Regions from separate parts of the Mus musculus genome. Here all the other regions are linked to region 1. A link is a contact called in public Micro-C and promoter capture Hi-C data. All regions are on one chromosome and are shown on one strand. The core of a region is the stretch at or near the end of the contact, and the rest is flanking DNA. Distances in the headings are between cores, read along the strand shown.

What was found. Promoter capture Hi-C pulls out the DNA fragments that hold promoters and counts their contacts. Hi-C and Micro-C count contacts between places; a contact is called where the count stands out from the background.
Region 2: a Micro-C map of embryonic stem cells shows a contact between it and region 1, with 4 times the contacts expected there. The contact joins the promoter of Pdxk here to the promoter of Lrrc3 in region 1. A contact is called at or near these places in 1 of 39 promoter capture datasets (embryonic stem cells) and 1 of 484 Hi-C or Micro-C datasets (embryonic stem cells).
Region 3: a promoter capture Hi-C map of second pharyngeal arch cranial neural crest shows a contact between it and region 1. The contact joins the promoter of Cstb here to the promoter of Lrrc3 in region 1. A contact is called at or near these places in 3 of 39 promoter capture datasets (cranial neural crest, second pharyngeal arch cranial neural crest and stem cell-derived epiblast-like cells) and 1 of 115 datasets of contacts at active chromatin or transcription factors (embryonic stem cells).

The regions. Positions count from the first base shown.
Region 1 is chr10:77,901,150-77,903,860 of GRCm38.p6, forward strand. Lrrc3 (leucine rich repeat containing 3) reads right to left here and starts at 1,387. Exons shown (of 2, transcript NM_145152.4): 1 at 1,250-1,387; 2 at 1-583. The coding sequence starts at 451.
Region 2 is chr10:78,463,588-78,466,298 of GRCm38.p6, forward strand. Pdxk (pyridoxal (pyridoxine, vitamin B6) kinase) reads right to left here and starts at 1,361. Exons shown (of 11, transcript NM_172134.2): 1 at 1,174-1,361. The coding sequence starts at 1,260.
Region 3 is chr10:78,424,315-78,427,025 of GRCm38.p6, forward strand. Cstb (cystatin B) reads left to right here and starts at 1,356. Exons shown (of 3, transcript NM_007793.3): 1 at 1,356-1,543; 2 at 2,613-2,711. The coding sequence starts at 1,478.

The sequences.
Region 1 (2,711 bases), core at 137-2,636:
ACTCACAGTGCAGTGGATTGTGGGACAGGCGGATCTTGGCACTCAACTTGCCCAGGGCGTCCTTTGGAATTCTTCGGATGCGATTGTGGGATAAGTCCAGCAGCCGCAGGCCCCCAGCCAGACCTGAGAAGGCTGCTGGCCCAATGGCCTCAATGGCATTATGGGACAGGTCCAGCTCCCTCAGCTGAGGCAGGTGTTGGAAGGCTCCATTGGGGACTCGGGAGATTCTGTTGGCGTCTAGTTTCAGAAGCACCGTGTCGGCTGGGATGTCCCTAGGGATCTCCTGCAGCCCTCTTGAGCTGCAATGGACAGCCACGGCCCCAGCATGGTCAGGGCACTGGCAGGCCTGTGGGCAGGAGGCACCTAACCGTAAGCAGAAGAGGATGAAGAAGCAAGACCCCTGGGAGGGGGCCAGTGTGGCTGAGGGGCTCTGCCTGCCCCTGGGGCCCATGTTGCCTCCACCTGACCCAGGTAGCTCTTCTCCACTGGGATGTGCAAGCGACTGTCCTTCCTCACGTTGCAGGCAGTCATCCAACACAAACTCTTGTGTCTTCGCCTGCTGAAGAGCCTAGTGATCTCAGTTCTACAAGAAAAAAAGAGGAAAGGGAGCTGAGGGTGACCGCCACTGCACATTTCAATTCAATTTGGGAGGACGGGATCAGGGAGGAAAGGAATCGTAGGCATATCAGGTTTGAGGCAGGGCTCCGGGCTATCAAACATACCTGCTTTGTAACTTACTCTAGAAGATTCCCAAGGCCACCCAGAGAAGGCACCTCCCAGCTAAGTAAGACATCTAGGGCTGACCGATGGCTGGAGACTGGCCCTAGCTAGGCAGTTACAGAACCCTGTCCTAGCCTCTGGTCACCCACCCATAGCTGGGGACACAAGTCTGGGCGGAGGCCCAAGGATCCATCTCTTCCCCATCCCCCAGCTCTAGGCGCGTGCTGGCGGAGGTCTTCCCTCTCGATCTGTGCGAGCCAGGTCGGGCGGGGCAAGTGGCCGCGTTCACCAGTTTGTCCCCAAGCACTCGGCTACCTGTGACACCTTAAAGATCGCGGTCATCAATAAAGCTCGCCGCGCACCCTGAAGCAGAAGCTTCATGCCTGAGGCGCTGGAGACACCGGAGAGAAAAAGCAGCCCCCTGCGTGCGGCCCGGCTGGGCAGGGAGCGGCAGCAGAGAGCAGGGCGGCAAAGCAGGGACAGTGGAGCTCCGCGGGTGGGAGGCCACGCGGGCGGATGGGGGCTTTACCTGAGCGGCCGCCGCTGCTCAGCGCCTTCCGAGCTTCCCGGAGCCTGACCAGAGTCCTCCCGGCGCCGCGGCGACCCGCCCCGTGCCCACCGAGCGGCCAGTAAAGAAGGGAGGCGGGCAAGCCATGGCGGGAGGGGCGGGGGCCTTTGCTATAGGGGAGGGGCCGGCAAGAGGAGGGGCAGGGTGGGGCTGAGGCCAGAGGGGCGGGGTTTGTGTGTTGGGCGGGGCCTTGAGAGGGTTTTGGGAGGGGAGGAATAGGTGGAGAGGGGCCTTGCGATAAGGACGGCGCCGGTGAAAAGGGGTCCTAGTAAGGGACCTTGGTGTTCTGTGCTTTGGGGGACGGGGCTTAGCATGTTGTGGGTGGGAGGGGCCAGGTAAGGGCGTGGTCTGTGTGCTGAGGGGCGGGGTCTCTAAAGGGCTGTCCCGTGCGAGAGGCGGGGAAGAGGGGCTGGGGAGGGGAGGGTCCTATTTGAGGAGGGCCAAGGCCTTAAGGGGAAGGGTCAGATAGGTGAGGGGCTGGGTAGGGGCTGGGGCCTGCGTAAGAAAGAGCTAAACAGAGTTCATAAAATCCTACGGGGCGAACACCGAGGGGGGAGCCCAAGGAGGGGTGCACAGGGTTATGGGCGAGGTTTATGTGAGGGGCGGGGCCTGATATGTAAACTGCACTGACTGGGGCGGGATGTGGGCGGGGCCTGTAGGGGCGTGGGCGGGTTTAGGTACCGGCTTTCTAGGGCATTGGTAAGGGAAGGGTCCGTGGGCGTGCCACGTGGCCAAGCCCCGCCCTGAGCAGCCCCACCGCATGACTGACGCCCCTCACCCCAAGTCTCAGGTCTAAGGTCACCATAGAAAGGCAAATGGGAGCGTCGACGCAGGACCTGATCCTCAGCCGGGAACCTATCACCACCGGCCTCAGGAGGACCCCAGTCTTCCTTTGTCACCTGTCTTCCTCCGTGGAGTCTGCGTTTCCCACGACTTCCATAAATGGCCTCCTATCATTTTATCTTTCCGCCTCCTTATTTCGTGGTTCACCACGCTGAGTGGCTCCCTAGGTCCACTGTGCCAGTTTCTATACTGTAACCTGTTCGGCTCCGGCTGGGTTTTAATCTGGGACTCTAACGGAAGGGCCATGGGAGCGTTGTGCAGCAGCCTTGGGTGCATACCCTGAATGGCAGTGTCTGGAGCAGGGTAGGCTCCTTATTACACCCCACTGACAACACAGGCACATAGCCAACAGCTCCTGGTGGGCCCGTGGCTCTAACACTCTGGGTGTGGAACGGTGGCTTGAGCTGTAATACGGGTCTGTGTCACTCCAGAGGCTTATGGTGTGTTCTTCTTTGTTTCCTGTCTGCTCCGTTTCTCTGCTTTTCGATGAGTCGTTTGTTTTCTTTAATTTTGAGTTGTGAGAGTTCTCTGGAAACACCCTCCTTATCAGATGCATAATTTGTAAATATTGTTTCTTGGT
Region 2 (2,711 bases), core at 111-2,610, 560 kb after region 1:
ACCGTGTGGGTGAAGCACTGTTTATCAACCAACAGGCGCTCAAACACTCAGCAACTGCCCTTGCCTACAGACTTTGATCTCCTATGCTGTATAATAACAATCAATTGCTCTATTTGTCTGGCAAGCAAGCCTGATTCAGGACAGTCCTCTATTGTCCTTAAATGCAGTTCCAGCCACCTGTTTTCCTTCCAAGTCCTTCTTTCAGGTCCATGGTAGCCAGAGGCTACACCCTAACATCTCCCAGGAATCAGTTTAATGGCTAGACATGAGCGGAAGGGGAACGGGGACCTGCCACCCTGCTCAGTGACCAGCCAAAAAAGATACATTGCAAGAGGCCACCACCTGGTTGCCCAGGCCAGCCCAATCTTCCTGCTGGACCGGCCAGGCAAGGAAGCTCCAGTCAGCTGATATTGCCTATGACCCCTATTCTAATGCCCATGACAACCTGGTTCCCTCCAAGGGCAACCAGTCACAAGCAGGAAGCACCACCTGCCAGAAATGATCAGAGATAGCCTCATTCATCACACATCTCACAGGAGATAGGATCTGGGAAGAAAAGGCTACAGCCCTTCTAACAGGTTGCTTCCAAAGCCAAACTCAGCAAACTATGCTGTCTTTTAGGAATAAAAGCAAGCACGCGGGAGGTGCAGAGTTCCAGCCCCATCTCTGCGGGTGACAGACCACCCTAAGAGTGTTCAGACCCAAGCGTGGGCCCAGCTTCCTCCTTGGTCCAAGTTCATAGAATGGGTAGAAGCAGAACGTGGATGTCTGCAGAGAGCGAGCAATCACTAGCCAATGTGTCTACCAAGAGGCTCTCCGCGCTCCCAAAGGAAAGGATTCTCCCAGCTCAGCATTTTAACGCTTCGGGAAGCCCCTGCCCACTGTTGGTCAGGCAGACGGAAGCAACAGGGACCCTCAGGCGCTACCGTGTGCGCCACAGCCGGGCAGGGGGCTTCGTGCCACCTGCACCACCCCGCTGTAAGCTCCCCAGGGTAGTCCACGCCCCCGGCCTGCCTGCGCCAGGATCTGCCCTCAGCGCGCCCAGCGCTCAATAGGGACCCAAAAGGATGGCCACAGGGGGCCAAGGTCATTAGTCGGAAAAGGCCACGCAGCGAACCCGTAGACCCGCAAGTGAGCAGCCCGGCCCGGTTACATAAGCAGTGGAGCGCATACCTGCAGAGGGAACATGGCCGCTCTGTTACCCACGTAGCCACGGACAACATGGCTCTGGATGGAGAGCACCCGGCATTCGCCCTCCATGCCGGGAAAGCTGTAGTGGCGCGTGGTCCAGGTGGTGTCACAGGCTGGGGTTGCTCAGGCCGCTCGCTCGGATTCTGCTCCGAGCGCTTTAAGCACGCGCAGTCGCTAGGCTTGGACGCGCTCCCCGCCTCCTCTGACCTCAACAGGCCGGCTGCTAACCCGCGAGTCCCGCGCGGCGAGGGGCGGGCTGAAGGCGGTGCCTCACGCAGGCCCCGCCCCTCCGGGCAACGGGACCTGTGGAATCCAGCACATGAGCTCCTTCCTCTGTGCTCCATCACGTGGCCTCACATCCCTTTTTGCAGATCTGTCTGTGCGTCAGGGGGTTCGCCTGTATCACACTCCACAGCACGGTACTTTCAGTACACACTGTTCCACCTCCTTGGCCCGCGGCGCTGATCACTCCATGGGTGGCATACTCCGGAGCTGCTGTCCAAAGAGTTTCCACTGAGCTCCAGAGCCTGAAGACCCTCAGAGATCAGGAGATCCTTTCCAGCCACGCGGCCTGCGTGGAATCCCAGACCCAGTAGGGCTCACAGGCATCTGATCTCAGGCTACCCTGAGTCAGGAGTCACGTGCCCCTTCTCAATATAATAAGAGATCTTCTCTAGGCTCAAGTCTGCTTAGAGCCACTCATGGGGACAGATTTGAAGGGGCTGCACTGGTCTTCCCCTCTTCACTACCCACCAAGTCCTCTCAGTCCTAGGGAAAGCGCACCTCTCTTCCTGTCCCATCTCCAGACCTACACTTGGCACTCCTGTGGTCACGGACACACCAGGGTCACAGATCAGTGGCACAGGCCAGTATGTCAAGTTTGCTTTATCTTGGTGAGAGAGAGTACTGGGGACCAGATCTGCTCTGAAGAGAAAGGAACATTCCCATTGCTTGGGGAACAGATCAGAAAAAGGAAGTGGTTTTGAGGCTCCGTTGGTGGGGTGCATACCAAGGCCCCAGCACCAGAAAAGCTGTAAAGAAGAACCAAGTTGTTAGGAAGGCTTGACTGGAATCAACTAAATGGAAGTACATTGGAGGAATAATTAATTGCTTGCTGATAGTAACGTTTGCTGGATACTATGTATGTGCTAAACATTTCTTGTAACTGAATCTTGCTAGCCTGGAGCAATGGTGTACATTTATAATCCCGGCATTTCTGTGTTTGTGTATGTGTATAGAAGACCTCTGGTGTTATACTTAGGGAGGGGCAATTCACTTTGAGCTTTTCTTTAGCTTTTTTGAGACAAGGTCTCATGATGTCTCTCTCCCTGATCCAGCTCACTATCTAAGCCAAGCTGGCTTTGAACTCAGAGACCCACCTAACTTGAGTGCCAGGATTAAAGGTGTATGCCACCACACCTGGAACTGCCTTGGATTTATTTTATGTATTCATTTACTTAGATACCCTACTAGGACCCGGAAGTTCTCTCTTAGTTTGTCTAGGCTTCCTGGTTATGAAG
Region 3 (2,711 bases), core at 106-2,605, 520 kb after region 1:
CTCTGAAACCTCTTGAACCAGACCCCCAAAGCTCACATCACCTTCATCACCACTGTCTTCCATATTCCTACTACTATGGCCCTATGAACTATTAAGTGATCAATTGCTTTTCTAACCCAAAATCCACATTCCTCCAAACAAAAGCATGGCCAGGCCTAATCCCAGCAATACTCCAGTGTCTGGTACTAACTTCTGTTTTAGTTTGGGTTGACTGCCACCACCACAAGTCTCCATGTATGTCTGGGCACCACTTGCATCCCTAGTGCCCATTGAGGCCAGGGGGTGGAGAAATAGGATCCCATGGAACTGGAGTTGTGAGCTAGTATGTGGGAGCTGAGAATTGAACTCAGGTCCTCTGGAAGAGCAGCCAGTTTTCTTAACTGCTGAGCCATCTCTCCAGCCCCTCACTTGGCTCTTTGACTGGGTTCCAAATATCAAATTCAGGCTGTCGCACTTCCGTGGCAAGCCCCTTACCATGAGCTACCTCTGCACCCCCAAATTATTTTTTTTAAGCCAAGGTCTCACTGCATAGTCAGGTTAGCTTAGCCTCTCAAGTGCCAGGATTGCAGGTGTATACCATCATGTCCTGCTATCCAACTGTGACAGTTTTGCAAACGGAAACTCGGGTTTGAAGGTCACTCAAGTAAGAGCACTGACAGAGGGCATATCCGGGGTCCTCATGGTTCCCAGCCTGTGTTGGGTGTGTGAGAATAGAGTCTCACCCAGAATAGACCACCTACCCAGCTCTGTGGGGCTGGGGCTGGGATCCCCAAGCCCCGCCTACCGCCTGACAAGGCCATGTCATTCAAAAAGAATGGAATTCCCAGATAAGCTCTTATTTCATGGGGTTATCCGGACCCAAAAACTAAGTCCACGTTGGGGAGGGGAGGAAAGGATGGGGCCAGGGGTCAAGGAACAGGGATCTGAGACTTCTAGGTCCTCAATCATCTATTTCTGTATCCACTCTATGGAAGGAGGGATAGGGACCCATCAAGACCCCCACTTAATAGTCACAGGACAAGGGGAAATTGAGATGTCCAGGGCTGTACTTCGTGTCCACCTACTCCATGGAAAGACTAGGACCCCTTCTCACATCTCTGCATCCTGTGAGGACCCGGAAGCCCCTAAGCCGGGTCAGAGATACTCCTACAATCACTTCACGACCATTGAGGGGCAATCAGGACTCCCAGCCTCCAAACCCTTCTTAGCGTCCGTTCAGGGAAAGGACGTGAAGCACCCACCATGCCTCACCCTCCGCCCACGCCCAGCCTGGGTCTCCTGACTCTGCCTGGAACGGAGGGTGGTGACAGTAAAGAGAGCGAGCGAGAGGGTGCGGCGCCCCGCCCCGTCGCTCTGTCACGTGCTACGGGTCCGGGGGGGCGGAGCCAAGCCAGGTTTTTCTAGGGTCCAGGCACCCAGGTCTCCTAGTTGGATCTGTCTTCAGCTTCTCCGTGCTACCCCGACTACTGCTGCCAAGATGATGTGTGGCGCGCCATCTGCCACAATGCCAGCCACGGCCGAGACGCAGGAGGTCGCCGACCAGGTGAGGCTGGGCCCAGGTCAGGCCAGTCTGAGCCAGGCCTGCGGAGACCCGGCGGCCTCAGGGACCGGCCTGCCCAGACTGGTCAGGTCCTGCAGCGGGTTTCCGGGGCGGCCACAAGTGTGACTGGGAGCTGGGGGCTCTGGATCTGGTTGGAAGATTCAGGGCCGGGAACTGGGGCGAGTCTTCTGCCGCTTGCATACAAGAGGGCCACTCACCTATTAGGGAACTAGCCCCGGGATCGGTGGAGGGATCCGGTGGTCCCAGAGAATTCAGGAAGGCAGCTGTTAGAACCTAGACGGCACCTTTTTGACTTACACCCAGGCCTAAACAAGAGAAAGCCAGACTGGGCTACTGTGCTTGTCTCCTCAAAAGAAAGAGCTAGGACTGTTTAGCTCAGTGGCAGGAATTCAACTGATACCACCACCACCATCACCAACACCGCCCCTCAGGGAAAAAAAAAAGGATCAAAACCAGAAGTTGTAGAACTTGCTTGTGCCTAGTCTGAAACGAGGGGGTGGACCTTGGGCCTGGGCTGCCCTTCCTGTGACTGTTAGCAGAGCAGAGATTCAGTACAAGGTAGGGGGAGGTTCAGGGTATTAGCAAGAGAAGAAAAGTTAAACAAATCCTCTCTTCAGCTCTCCTGCCACGCCCCAAGCCCAGGACCCTGTCCACTAAGCCTAGCTGATCTTGGGAGGTGTTTGCTCTGACTGAAGTGGCCAAGAAGGAGTGAGTCAGCTCCATGAGACCCTAGAAATGAGGAAATGTTACAGACACACTGGCCAGGCAAGGGAACCTTGGCCACGTGCCACATCAGCACTCAGGAGGCAGAGACAGGCGAGTCTCTCTGAATTTGAAGCCAGCCCAGTTTGCTTAGTTCCATGCCAGCCATAGCTACATAGTGAGACCCTGTCCCCCCCCCCCCCAAAAAAAAGGAGCTGTGTTGTTCTTTATCAGTGGGGCCAACAGTTTACCATGTCCCCCGGAATGAGGAGTATTGAAGGCTGGCAGTGTGTGTGTGTGGGGGCACCTGTGCATGAATCTAAGTCCTTCCTTCTCACCCACCATCCAGGTGAAGTCCCAGCTTGAATCGAAAGAAAATCAGAAGTTTGATGTCTTTAAAGCCATATCCTTCAAGAGACAGATAGTGGCTGGCACCAACCTCTTCATC